Regions from separate parts of the Delphinus delphis genome. Here region 1 is linked to region 2. The links are chromatin contacts, called in public Hi-C maps. All regions are on one chromosome and are shown on one strand. Each heading gives the region's core, a stretch centred on a gene start, on an enhancer-like site or on the middle of the called end of the contact. The rest is flanking DNA. Distances are from core to core; before and after follow the strand shown. Region 1 holds the start of KDM3A (lysine demethylase 3A). Region 2 holds the start of RMND5A (required for meiotic nuclear division 5 homolog A).

The links. Hi-C and Micro-C count contacts between places; a contact is called where the count stands out from the background.
Region 1: a Hi-C map of muscle shows a contact between it and region 2, with 6 times the contacts expected there. The contact joins the promoter of KDM3A here to the promoter of RMND5A in region 2. A contact is called at or near these places in 3 of 3 Hi-C or Micro-C datasets (lung and muscle).

Annotation. Positions count from the first base shown.
Region 1 is chr12:14,859,964-14,866,169 of mDelDel1.2, forward strand. It overlaps KDM3A (lysine demethylase 3A), which reads right to left and starts at 4,769. Exons shown (of 26, transcript XM_060027399.1): 1 at 4,665-4,769; 2 at 3,912-4,126. The coding sequence starts at 4,097.
Region 2 is chr12:14,580,868-14,586,957 of mDelDel1.2, forward strand. It overlaps RMND5A (required for meiotic nuclear division 5 homolog A), which reads right to left and starts at 2,698. Exons shown (of 9, transcript XM_060027402.1): 1 at 2,103-2,698. The coding sequence starts at 2,244.

The sequences.
Region 1 (6,206 bases), core at 3,519-6,018, 280 kb after region 2:
TAAAAAGTTTCCTGTTTATCATAACTACATATCTTTCATTTGTGCCTTGAGGTCTGAAGTTCTATATATAAGGACACACACCCCCCCGCACCAAAAGCCTCTTTTACAGAAATTTCTATTTAAGAAAAACAACGGTAAGAATTCAAATTCAGGGGGAACTAATGTGATTTGACCAAGCTCCTGCAAAGTGACAGATAAGACTAGTTGTCATTCTAAATGGTGTTCTTTCCTCCACAATCCCTTGGTCCACAAAGGAGATGTTATCTGTGCTGTCTGACTCCAAAGGCCAGAAAAAGGCCTATTAATTACAACTTACTACCTATAATTCCCAAATTTCCTATTTAAAAAATAGGGCATTTTGTAAATACGTGCCTATTAGCTTATAAAATTTCTTGACCAGATGTTGGATATTTCAAGTTAATTATTTCAAGCTGTTCTTCCCAGAAAGATAAATCTCTTTCCTTTAAGATATATGAATTAATATTATCTAATCAAGCTAATCTCAAAACCTCCACTTTTAGTATACACTAATCTTACCTAAGTATATGATTTTGAAAACTATCAGAATAGCCAAGTAAAATGTTTCCAAGTTTAAAAGTAGGCACTTACACAATGGCATGGTTTTTAATCACGAAGTTTTTAATGACATTCTACTCTATGCCCAGTACTACGGTACAGAATATCACTTATTTCACTGCTTCACAAATTAGGAATTAATTCATTATGCTTCTATTTATGTCTTCTTACACCTAGACTCTTATCTAAAATCCCAGAGTCTAGCATTCAATTATAGGGGTAAACACTTTTTATTATTACACTGTGCTAAGTTTCTCATTTTACATGGGTTGACTGTCAACAGAATCCACCAACATTCAAGTTTCAACTGTATGCAAGGATGAAAAAACTAGGCATTGATTGGTCAAGGTATCCAACTGCCAAAAAGGGCTTTAACAGCAGCAAATGGTACATATAGTTGGCAAGTACTACTCATCTGCTAAGGACATCCCAAAGAACTAAGAAGGGGCAGAAGACTCAAGGAAAAAGTAGGTTCAAAGCAAGGAAAAGACTTAGACAAACAAGTTGGGGAAGGAGGGCATTCCCAGCATGCGTAGAACAAAGTCAGTTAAGAAGCAATCTGCCTCACACTCAAGTAGACAGAGTAGCACAAAAATAAGGTTGAAGAAGTCCTTATAATCACACCTAATTAAGATCTGTTGTTATCCAAGTTAAAGAGAATGCCAATGCTCCATTGGAAGATAATTTCTGAACTGCTTTTCTATATACGAGTAATAATTTTATGATTCCTTCATCTGTTCAAATATTTTAGCAAAAACTACATGCCAAGCAATGTTCTCAGTGCTGGGGATACTGAACCCAGCAAAATAGAGTTGCTCTAACCTCACTCTATCTGAATATTAAAGCCTAGTGTTTAAGGTCTGGGGACAAACTTCGGCAAGTTATTTAACTTGTTTAAGCCTCAATTTCTAACACTAAAAAATGTGGTTTACTATCTAGGATTTTTGTGAGGATTAAATCAAAGTATTTACTGCATGATAAGTATCTATTATGTCTTCACCTAACTTCTTTGTAATCAACTACTAAACATTGTATCTGAATAAGTGACTTTGTTACGAAGTCTTTCTCTAGATGAAACAAATCTATTATGTCTTCACCTAACTTCTCTGTAATCAACTACTAAACATTGTATCTGAGTAAGTGACTTTGTTACAAAGTCTTTCTCTAGATGAAACAAAGTTAACAAGCCTTGGTCTCATTCATTTCAACCTCAACTAAGGAAGCAAGTCAGTCTAGACAGACTTGTACTTCTATTAGTACTAAAACAGTTGCACACTACTTGAATTTCATTCATTCATATTCATTGCAGCCCCCCCAACCCACTCCCAAAAACTCAATATCCCTAAGCCCAGGTCTTAGGCATTGTCTTAGTTACTCAGTTCCTGCCTGCATCTGGCCAAACACAATAGGTTTCAATGTTTCAAAAACTGTGTTTTTGCTAACACAACATATCCTTAAACTTACACCAATTACTTTATCTGCTACTCAATTAAGGAATGCAGCAATAAATCATGATTCAAAAAGAGAAACTGAGTAGATTTCTTACATGAGGGCTGAGTTGTGAAGTCTGTAGGTAAAGCAAAAAATCCACTATAGTCAAAATTGCTTTTGAATTAAAATCCCTGTCGTCTCCAGGTTAGGCACCTTAGTGCAGTGAAGACACACATAGCCAAACGTGGATTCCAATGCTCCCTGTGTCACTTAGTAGCTAACTATGCAAGTCTGGACAAGATTTCCTTTCCTAAATCTATTTCTTTATTCTGAAAATGAAGATACCACCACCACTTCAAAGGCTGGGGGTGAGGGAGATGTGGAGATTTAAAAGAACACACATAAAGGACCTCCTAGGTTCCCTTCCTAACCCAACGGGTCTGCAATCACTGCTGAGTAAGGAAACACCTAGTCTCTCATCATCTGCCAAAGAACTAAAGACTGTAAGGATTAATCTTGTTTCCACTCAAATCGGGTAAAAACAAATGCACTACAGAAAATTTTACTTGGCAGGTGAAATGAACCGCCGCAACTATGACTGAAATCTACTACACAAAGCCCATTTTATTGAGAAAGATGATTAGCCTAAGCAAATAGGCTGTACCACATTACCTTCTTTCTGTAAACATCAAAACGCACCTTGCTAGGAGTGAAACCAAATTTCACAGTGTACGACAGGAGTCCTCTGGTGGCAGAGCCTTTGATCAGGGAGCACGATGATTAAGAAGGTGGGCTCAAGGGTCAAAACTTTCTGGGTCAGAACACAGGTTATGCCAATTCCTTGAACAGTGTTTCAGCAATCAACACATATTCAACTGCCAATGCAAAAACTTGCTTCCCTTATTTGAGCAGTTTTCAAGAAAAAGCAAAGATAATGACCAAGTGAAGATACTAAAACATATCCGTTACCCAGGATGGAAAGCTCTTCTGTTCTGACAAGCTTCCTTCAAGTTATCACCACTTCGGAGTCTTTGTTGGGGACCTTTTTTCAGTTATTTTTGCACAAAGGAGTCTTTGTTGGTACAATGGCTTCCTCACTGGTAGTTTCCACACAATCCTTTCACACCAATACTTCTATTAGGGAGTACGATCAGAATTCATCTCTTTTCGAAAAGATCTAACTGAAAAAGGTTCTGCGTGCCATTCTGATTAAAAATCACTGGCCGCACTCGTTCCCATTTCTCTCCCTTCCCTCAAACACCCAAATGGAATATTTCAAAGCCATCCCTCCAACACACCATATAAGGGGCAGCTCCACCCCAGCCCTCCATATATGGTCATATCCCACACCCACTCACAGACTCATCAGAGACAACCAGGAACCCACTCCTGCCCTGACCCACCATATACGGACAAATACCCACCTTAATATACTGAAGAGAATTAAGCTCCTTCCTCTACACTCACACTTCTAAGTCTGAAAGTTTAAGAAGTTGGGTGAAGAAATTAGAAGGAACAAACAAAAAACCCGACTGAAAGCACTTCTAAGCACTAGTGCTCAATTCTCAATGATTCCTAACGTCACCCACTTGCCCAACTTAATATTAACAACACTCCCCCTTCGGAGAAATCATCGTACAGCCCTGATAAGGCACAGCGCGTGCAATAACTAATCATGTCTGAGCAACCCTAAGCCCATTATTAAACACGGGCAACTCTAAGCCAAACACACCTCGCTCTACACACCATTTCAAAGACTTTCAAGGTCTACTTTTCTGCACCTTCAGATCAGATGCCAACTTTCTGGTCGCCTTTTCAGAAAAAGGGAGGGAGGGTTGCTGGCTGTCTCGTTACCAAGGTAACTAGGAAACGTCCGACTGCCGAGGCCCGGGAGCCGGTTTTACCTTCAGATCCTTCTTAGTAACGTCGGTGTGGGAGACGGCTCGAATGGTCCCGGAGAGCCAGGGCCACTCGGCGACGCGCTCCAAGTCCCAGCTGTCGTGGCCGCCGTCGCTGCCGTCGGCTGCGGACAGACTGAGGAATCGCTTCCCTACCAATACTGGCCAACTTTCTCCGAGCGTGAGCACCATGGTTCCAACGCTGCAGGAAGGGCTCCTCCCTGCAAAAACACAAAAACAAAATGCAACGGGGGCGGCCGGCGGGAGGGGGCCGGGAAGAGAGGTCGGTGGGGGAGGCCAGGGCGGAGGAAAGGGTCCTAATCCCGATCGGAGGAGGGGACCCCAGGCGGCGGCGGGTGAGACGGAGGACCCGCACCCGATCTCTCCACCCGCGCCCTTCCCGCCCCCCGATCCCTCCCCCACCGCAAACACTGGCCCAAGCGTCGCGTGACCCTGGCTCTCCCAAGTTTCGCTTTTCCAAAACCTGAAACCTAAATGCAGACAGAGTGAGGGGAGAATTATTTGTGGCTTAAGTGGATTTGAAAGTGTTCGCCCCTCACCCCGGAAAAGAAAAGGCCCCGAAGCAGAGGCCCCGTCCCAGGCGGCCGGGTCCCCGCCCCGGGCAGCCCCGCGGGAGGGGCGAGCCCGCCGTTCCGCACTTGCCCCGCCGCCCCGCCCCGACACCCTTCTACTCGGCCGCAGACCCCCAGCCTGCGCCGCGGCGCGGGGGCGGCGGGGCCGCGGGCTTGGCGCCTTCACCTTTCTTCCTCCGATCCCTTCAGCCGAGGCCGTGGCGCTCTTACCCCGCCTCCCGCCTCCCGCCTCCCGCCTCCCTGAGTCACCGGCGGCGGCCACCGTTTCCAGCCGCCCAGCCGACTCTAGCTCTCTGACTTGGTTCAAGAGCTCTCACAAGACACGCACAGCCTCCCGGGCCCGCCCCCTCGGAGCCGCTTCCATCGCTCATTGGCTGGGTCCAAGGAGCTGGGCGAGACTCGTGGGGAAGGAGCCCATCGCCATTGGCCGCCCCGGCGAGGGCGGGGCGAGAGAAAAAAACAATTCCTCGGCTGCCTCCTCCCTTTCCCCTCCCCCTTCCGACTCTCGGACGACCCCCATTAGGTTAAAGTACACCGAGCGTAAGCGAGGGATCCCTCCGCCACAGCCATTCTTTCCATTTGTTGCCTCACGGGATGCAAAAAAGTCCAGAGAAATCGGTCATCAACTTTAGGACCCAGAGGAAAATTGCAGTGGTGCACAGATAAGACTGAATGGCGAACCCCAGGGCTGTAAGTGCTTATTGGATTGCTTTTCAAGTGCGTAGGCTGTCGACCGAAGATAGGCTTTTCACTTGGCGGAAGAATCTCACAGGAAAGGGGTGAGGGCGGTGCAGAGTCAGCGGGGGAGGGAAGGGACATGAACGTGCGGTTTGAAGCGTACTCAGTTAGAGGGAGGAGCGACGGTGCTCTAGAGACTCGTGCGCAGGCGCTTCGCGGAGGAGAGGCTGGAGCTTGGGCTGCTGGGCGAAATGGCCGCGGGAGGCGCAGGCGCACGTGGTGCTGATCATGGAACGTCTAAAGTCCGCCATTTTGAAGGAAAAATGAAGAAAGGCATGGAGTCCCTGGGAAATGACACGTTAATTAAATCCAAAGCAAAAGATGCAGTTCAGTACAATGCAGAATGGGTATTTTTCTTTTTGTTTTTCAATGTAAAGGGAGGATGAAAAGATATTCTGAGTCTTACAATGAAATGGAAAGACTAGATCAAGGTCATAATGATGTAAGAGATATGAAGAGGAGGTGACTTTGAAGGACAAAGGAGTTGAGGGGTGATTGTGTCTTTTGGACCTGAAGTTTTTTGGTTGAATGAAGAAAAAACGGAATGAAGTAATTGAAGATCTCTTATTTTATAAAGGCTGGTGCTTGACCTGGCATCACATTTAATCTTTAAATGAAGATTAAGTGAAGAACTCAAGCTCCCAATTTTACAAGTGTGAAAACCGAGAATCCGAAAAAGTTCAGAAATGTATTCAAGGAATTATAGATAGAAGTTAAATCCAGGTGTTGATTTTCAACATATATGTTCTGAATACATGACATTAAATAAAAATTTTAATTAAGAATAAACACTGAAGGATTAATTTGATTTGTAATTTACAGACCATTGAAAAGGGGGAAAATGGAACAGAGAAAACTTGTCCAGCACAACATAAGTCAGAATGGGAAGAAGGGAGGAATAAAAAAAGAAAAAAAAAAAAAAACCTAAGCAGAAATACGGTAAATACAAAAATAAAATAAAATAAAATTA
Region 2 (6,090 bases), core at 1,448-3,947:
GAAAAGCTCCCAAGCAAAGAGGTCTAAAACACATTCCTGCTTCAGCAAGTTCTCAAAATTATTTTACCCATCTGGGATGGGCCCCAAATCCCCTAAAATGAGGCTCACAATCACATTTCCCTACAATTAATATGCCCTCTGTCTTCTCATGGAAGAAAGGGATTTTACTTTCCATCTTCTGCCCCTCATGCTCTGCCTATCCAAGCCCTCAATCTCTGACCTGGTCCCCAAAAATGAAATGTTCCTTCCACCGCTCCAAGTCTGCACCCTGCACCCACTCCTTCCCTTTCTGTCTTTAACAAAACAAAGATCTCCTCTCCAGTTTAAGGCAGAGGGGGCACACCTTCAGCCCCATTACTTAAGCAGCCCCTCACCCCTCAATCTGCATTATTTTTCTTAACTCCCAGTCACCTAGTTTATTTTAACAATTCTATGAAACTGCAAGCAAAGAGGGTCACTGACTCCCAATAGCAAATACGAGTTGACCAACCTCTCTTTTTCTAAGCCTGTCCTTTCTGTTTCCGGGGGCACCTCCTGGCCCTCCGCTCTTCAACAGGAGTTCAAGCCTGTGGTTAGATCCTAGAGTCGTTCTTCCCTGCAGCCTAAGTAAACTCCTTCACTCTCCTCTGTAGGAATGACACCAGGAAACCATCTTAAACCTTACTTTCCTCCTAAACTCCATCTATACATCTTCAGCCACCAGTAGACATTATGCCCTTGGCTATCTTCATTGGCCTTTCAAGGCCAACTTTGTCCAAAACCAAGTTCACCAGAGCCTTGCCAGGAGTCCCACCCCACTCCACCTCTCCTTCCCCATCACAGGCAGCCGTCTAGGTCTGCTCATTTTTCCATATTCATATGCCAAGTCGTACCCCCACTATGGTCTCTGGTTTGCTTCTTCCCCGGAGTTCAAACGTGACTGCCAGTGTCCACGATGAGATGTTGCTGTTAAGACTCCCTCACCATGGATGAGCACTAACTCTCAACTGAAAGCAGTCTGGGAAAGGAAGGTGTACAAGGAGGAAGGAGAGGTGGAGAGAAGCTCGGCTATTGCCACTGTCCTCAATCGCTCCGACCACAGTATCGACATCACCCCAGCTACCAAACCTCCCTTGTCAGAAACTTCTGTTCAGCCTCTGAGTTGAGACCTCCCAACCTCTTCAATAAATCCATTAAATAAAGTCCTTTATTTCTTGCTCCCATCTGGGATGGGATTTGGGGCCCATCCCAGATGGATAAAACACTATGGATATTTTAATCTAAGGATACCAGACCTTTAACAAAACCAAAACCCAAAACCCTTCCCAACCAGCTTCCACAAGTTAACTCTGGCAACGTATCTGCCCCCAGGGCCCAGGGCAATAATATAGGGGAAACCCCTTCTAGAGAAAATCTGTTTTCTGAAAGGAAATCAAGTAAAAACTTGACCAGGTAACGCAACTAACTAACAACTTATGTTACAATGTGTTTCCGGAGAGTTGCCTCTGTCTCTTCGCAGGCTAGGAGAGCTGAACAGTTTGATTTAGCCAGTTTCCTAGGAATCGTGTCGGTGCCGCTGCGGAGTTGAAGAAAAGCTACTTCTACACAGAGTCAAATTATGGACTTGCAGGAGCGGCTGTTCCGTTAATCCACAGCTAAGAATAACACTCGAGTTTCTAATTTAAGAAAAAGAAAGAAAAAAAAGAGAAGAAAGGCGAGGAAAGTCCCCGGGCTAAGTGTTCGGAGCAGGGGAGGAGGGGGGCTCGCTGCACTGACCCTCTCATGGCCCAGATCCTTGGGCCCAAGGCAATTGACGAGGAGCGCCCACCCCGGGAGTGTAGCAGTTTGCAGGTGCGAAGGACCGGCCCCCAACCCCGTTTAACCCGGGCTGGAGCCCGTGGCTCCGGAATGGGTTTCCGGGTGGGTTCGCGCTGACTCGTAATTAACAACGAGGACGGGGCAGGTTCGAGACAAATCGGGCGAGAGAAGGAGAAAAAGTCACAGGGGCCTGGTGGGTTTCCGCGCCCCGGGGAAGGCGGGACCGGGCACCCTCCTAGCCCGCCGGGGCCTGAGGGACGCGGGCGGGTGGGCCCGGCCCCGCGCGCCCACCCGGGCCGCCCTACCGTGGCTCTGCAGGATCTCGTGCTTGAGGCCGCCCGTGTAGTCGATGAGCTCCTCCAGGCCGCGCTCGCACAGCTGCCCGTAGCCTGAGAACTTGTGCAGCACCTTCTCCAGCTCGCGCTCCACCGTCACGCACTGATCCATCCCGGAGGCGGCGGCGGCGGCGTTCGGCTCCCCGGTGCCCGGGTGTCCGCAGCCGTTCGGCCCGGGCCCGGCCGAGGCCGCGTCCTGCTCCTCGTCCCCCAGGCGGGCGGCGCGGGCGGCCGAGGCGGCGGACGCGCTAGCCCCGGCGCCGGGGGACCCCGGCGAAGCCCGTGCCCGCCTGCCCCATGGCGCCCCGACCCCGGCGCGTCGCCGCTGCTCCCGCTCGCTGGTCCCACCCGGCCCCGCGCCCCCGATCCCCGCGTTCGGCTGCCAGCCTAGGCGCCGCCGATTGTTTTTGTTTTCACGGGAACCGACCGATGACCTGGTTCTCCCGGGCGGCACCAAGCGCCACCGACCCGAGGGGGAGGCAACCACCCCAGCTAGAGAAGGAGGAGGCGCGGGCCGTACCAAGCGCACCCTCGAGGGGGGGACAACCCGGCGAGCGCAGGCGGAGGAACGCGACGAGCGTCCGCTTGCGCCGCCGCTCTAAAGCTGTGGGCCGTACCACACGGGAGGCGTGCAAGGGAGCGGGAGAGGGTGGAGCAAGGACCCAATTGGTCCGAAGAGCTAAATAGGGAACTTTGGAGACAGCCCCAGAGATTTGAGAGCGCTACAACTACGCGCTCCGTAAACAAGAGGGTGGAAACCGTCCCAAACCACTCCGCCCAGAAACGGGGAAAACGAACCAATGGGCGCCGGGAATACGTAAGGAACAAACATCCTCCAATCCCTGGCCGAGGCGTAACCCTTCAGCCAATCCGAGACTAGGGGCCAAACCAATAGGCTCGCTGTTGGAGGGGGTGACTTGGAGAGCATCCCGGGAAGCAAGTCGTTTCTAGAAAGCCAAGAGGGAAAACAAGGCAGAAATAAAAAGGTCTATTTCCCGTAGGACTTCGCTCTAGCCCTGAGTTATTTCATCCCCCATCACTCCTGGGGGTACTGTCGTTCCGAAGTTCTGGAAGACCGACTTTCCACCCCGGAGGAAAAATCAAGCCTGGCCAGGAGTGGTGGGTGGTGCTGCAGGCGAGGGTCGCTAAAGAGAATGGAAGGCGGGGGTGATTCTGGGGCGGGAGAGGGGGGCTGCCTGCTGGCCGGGCGCGGTCCGCGGTGCTGTCTCGACTCTTGCGACACTTGGAAGGTCACACGCCTCACACCTCCACCCCCGCAGGCCTCGGCCCTTTGGCCCCTAGGCCTGGAGCCTCTCCTGACCGGTTGCCTCACCCCGCGTCTAATGCGGGCAGCTTCGCGGAATGCAAATTCGCGTCGGAGATCCTGACGGCCTGGCCCCTGCCTCTTCGGCGCCTTACTCCTTTGAATCGGATGGAGTAACCCCCTTTGCGTAAATCCTTTCCTTGACTTGCCGTGGCGCCTCCAACCTTGGCCTATACCTGCTTGCCCACTGAGCTGCACCTGCACGAGGAGCCAAGCTGGTTCTTGCTTCAGGGCCTCTGTCCTTAGCTTTTCTTTGGCCTTGGAAATCTCTTCCACCTTGTCATCCACCTTGTCATTAGCACACTTGTCCCACAGAGAGTCCTCCCCTGACCACACTAATGTATCTTCTACCCTCCCGCACTCCCTCCTCCATTGGATGTAATAAACTATATCATTTATTATAATACCTATTATACTACCAGTTTTATTCTTTTCGCTCTATTTATTAAAATCTGAAATGATCGGATTAAATTATTCGTTTACTTTTCTGTTTGCACCTCTTCAATAAAGTTCCACGAAGGCAGCCCCCTTGCCCGTCTTTTCTGTGCCTGGAACAGTGTCTGGCAACATAGTATGAAATCTTTTTTTTTTTTTTAATTAAGGTAAAATCTCTTTGAGCCTCAATTTCCTTTTTTTATAATTTGGAAATAATCAGAATTAATAACACTTCACGTCATTGTTAGGAAAAGTAAGTGAGATAATTTGTGTAAACACCCAGAAGCACGTGATAACCACATGATAAATAGTGATGGTGGTTGTTACTGTTGTTGTCAGTTCCCAGGAGTAAATCTGAGATGGCAGTTTAAAGTCATGGAATCATGTTGGTCTAGCACCCAATCCTGTAATTTATTTCTTGGTAATTCTCAAGGGCAGCCCCAACGGTTGCTGTTACATATCTTCTTTCTCTTCCCCACCTAACCTGATTTCCTTTCTCCTTTCTTGGCAGGTGGCCCTGATTCCGGCTTCACTGAGAAAGTGAAAAACATCCAACTCCAGCACCCTCTGCCACTCTTCTCAAAGTATGTCTACCTGTAGCATCCATTTTGTTAACTGTTGTCAAATACCTAAAGGAAGAAGAGTCCCTTCTCCCTTCCTAAGCTGCCAGCTGACCTGGGGACATGGGGGAAACCTTCATGTAACCCTCCTCAAGCTGTTTCCCTTTTCCTCTCAGTCCTTCCATGGCCAAACTGCCCAAACAAATCCTCTGCACTTGTTCCTCCTGTTCCTCCAAGGATTTCCTTGATAAACTCAGTCACCCTTTTCTCACTCTTTTTTTCCTTGACCTCCGGAATGGGTTTCCGGGTGGGTTCACACCATCACTATTTATCATGCAACACATGAAAATTGTGCCTAACCTTCACTTTTAAAATTCTTCCTTCACCGTCAAGGCATTGCCATGGTATGGTTCCGTCACCCCTTCTCCCTTCCTGGCTCTTCTTTCTCGTTTAGTCACCTATGTGGATGAGCATTCGTCCCAGCTTCTATCCTCAACCTTCTCTTTTCCCTTTACCTGCTCTACTGTGAGAACACATTAAACTTGCCCCTCTCCAGCCTTGATGTGTCTCATAAACCAGCTTCACATTCCCCCCAACTAGCAAGGCATCATCATCCAGAGGACTCGTTACCTCCAGTCAACATGTCAGGAACAGAATCCGTATCTCCCTTCTACAACAGACTTTCCTCCTCTTGACTCCTCAGTTTTTGTCAGCATTACCTTAACTCTCCCATGTTCCTCTGCCACTTCACCATCCTCATCATTAACTTACCTCTAGGATTCTTGAAAACCTTTTCCCCATCAGATTTCTTGACTCCACTAACCTGTTTCCATTGCCAACTACATCCTTCTCAAGATCCGTCTACTAAGTCAGCTGCTTTCAGTCACCCCAGAATTATTGGTGCTTCCCAGGATTTTGTCCTCATCAGTATCCCTAAGGATAAAGATTGTCTCACTCCCTTTTCCATTCACCCTCCACATGTTCTGTTGAGTCTAACTTCCTAATGTCTTAAATGAGGCTTTTTAGTTTCTACATCCTTCACCTTCCTTAGTACTTTTGACATGTTTCCAAGGTTATAATTGCTTCTCTTACCTGCCTTTATCTCTTACCTCTACAGTCCCACCAGGTGACTCTTCATTCCCCTCAAAAGGTTGTTATAAGAATTAAATCAGACAATCCATGTAAGGCACTCAATATAATAATGCCTGCCATATGGTAAGAGCTACTATTATCCACTGAACAGAAGTAATCACGACTCCCCATTACTTGCAGCTTCAAATCCTAATTCTCAGCTGCATGGTCTGCCTAGCATAGTGACACATCACAATCCCCCATCCAAACACTGGGCACTTTCATACTTTCAAGGTGAGCTGAGTACAGCTTCTTCATGCTTTTTCTTCTTCTAGAATGCTTTTCTTTATTCTCAGCTACTCAGATCCTCCCCTTTCTTCAAGTAACAGGACAATTCCTATTACTATTGATACCTTTCACTACTGATACCTTTTTCCAGATCTTGGTCTACCACTCCCCAATATGGTAGTCATCAGCCATATGTAGCTATTTAAAATTTTAATTAAAAAATTTTTAAATTCATTTTCTCAATTTTACTAACCACATTTCAACTACTCAGTAACCACAC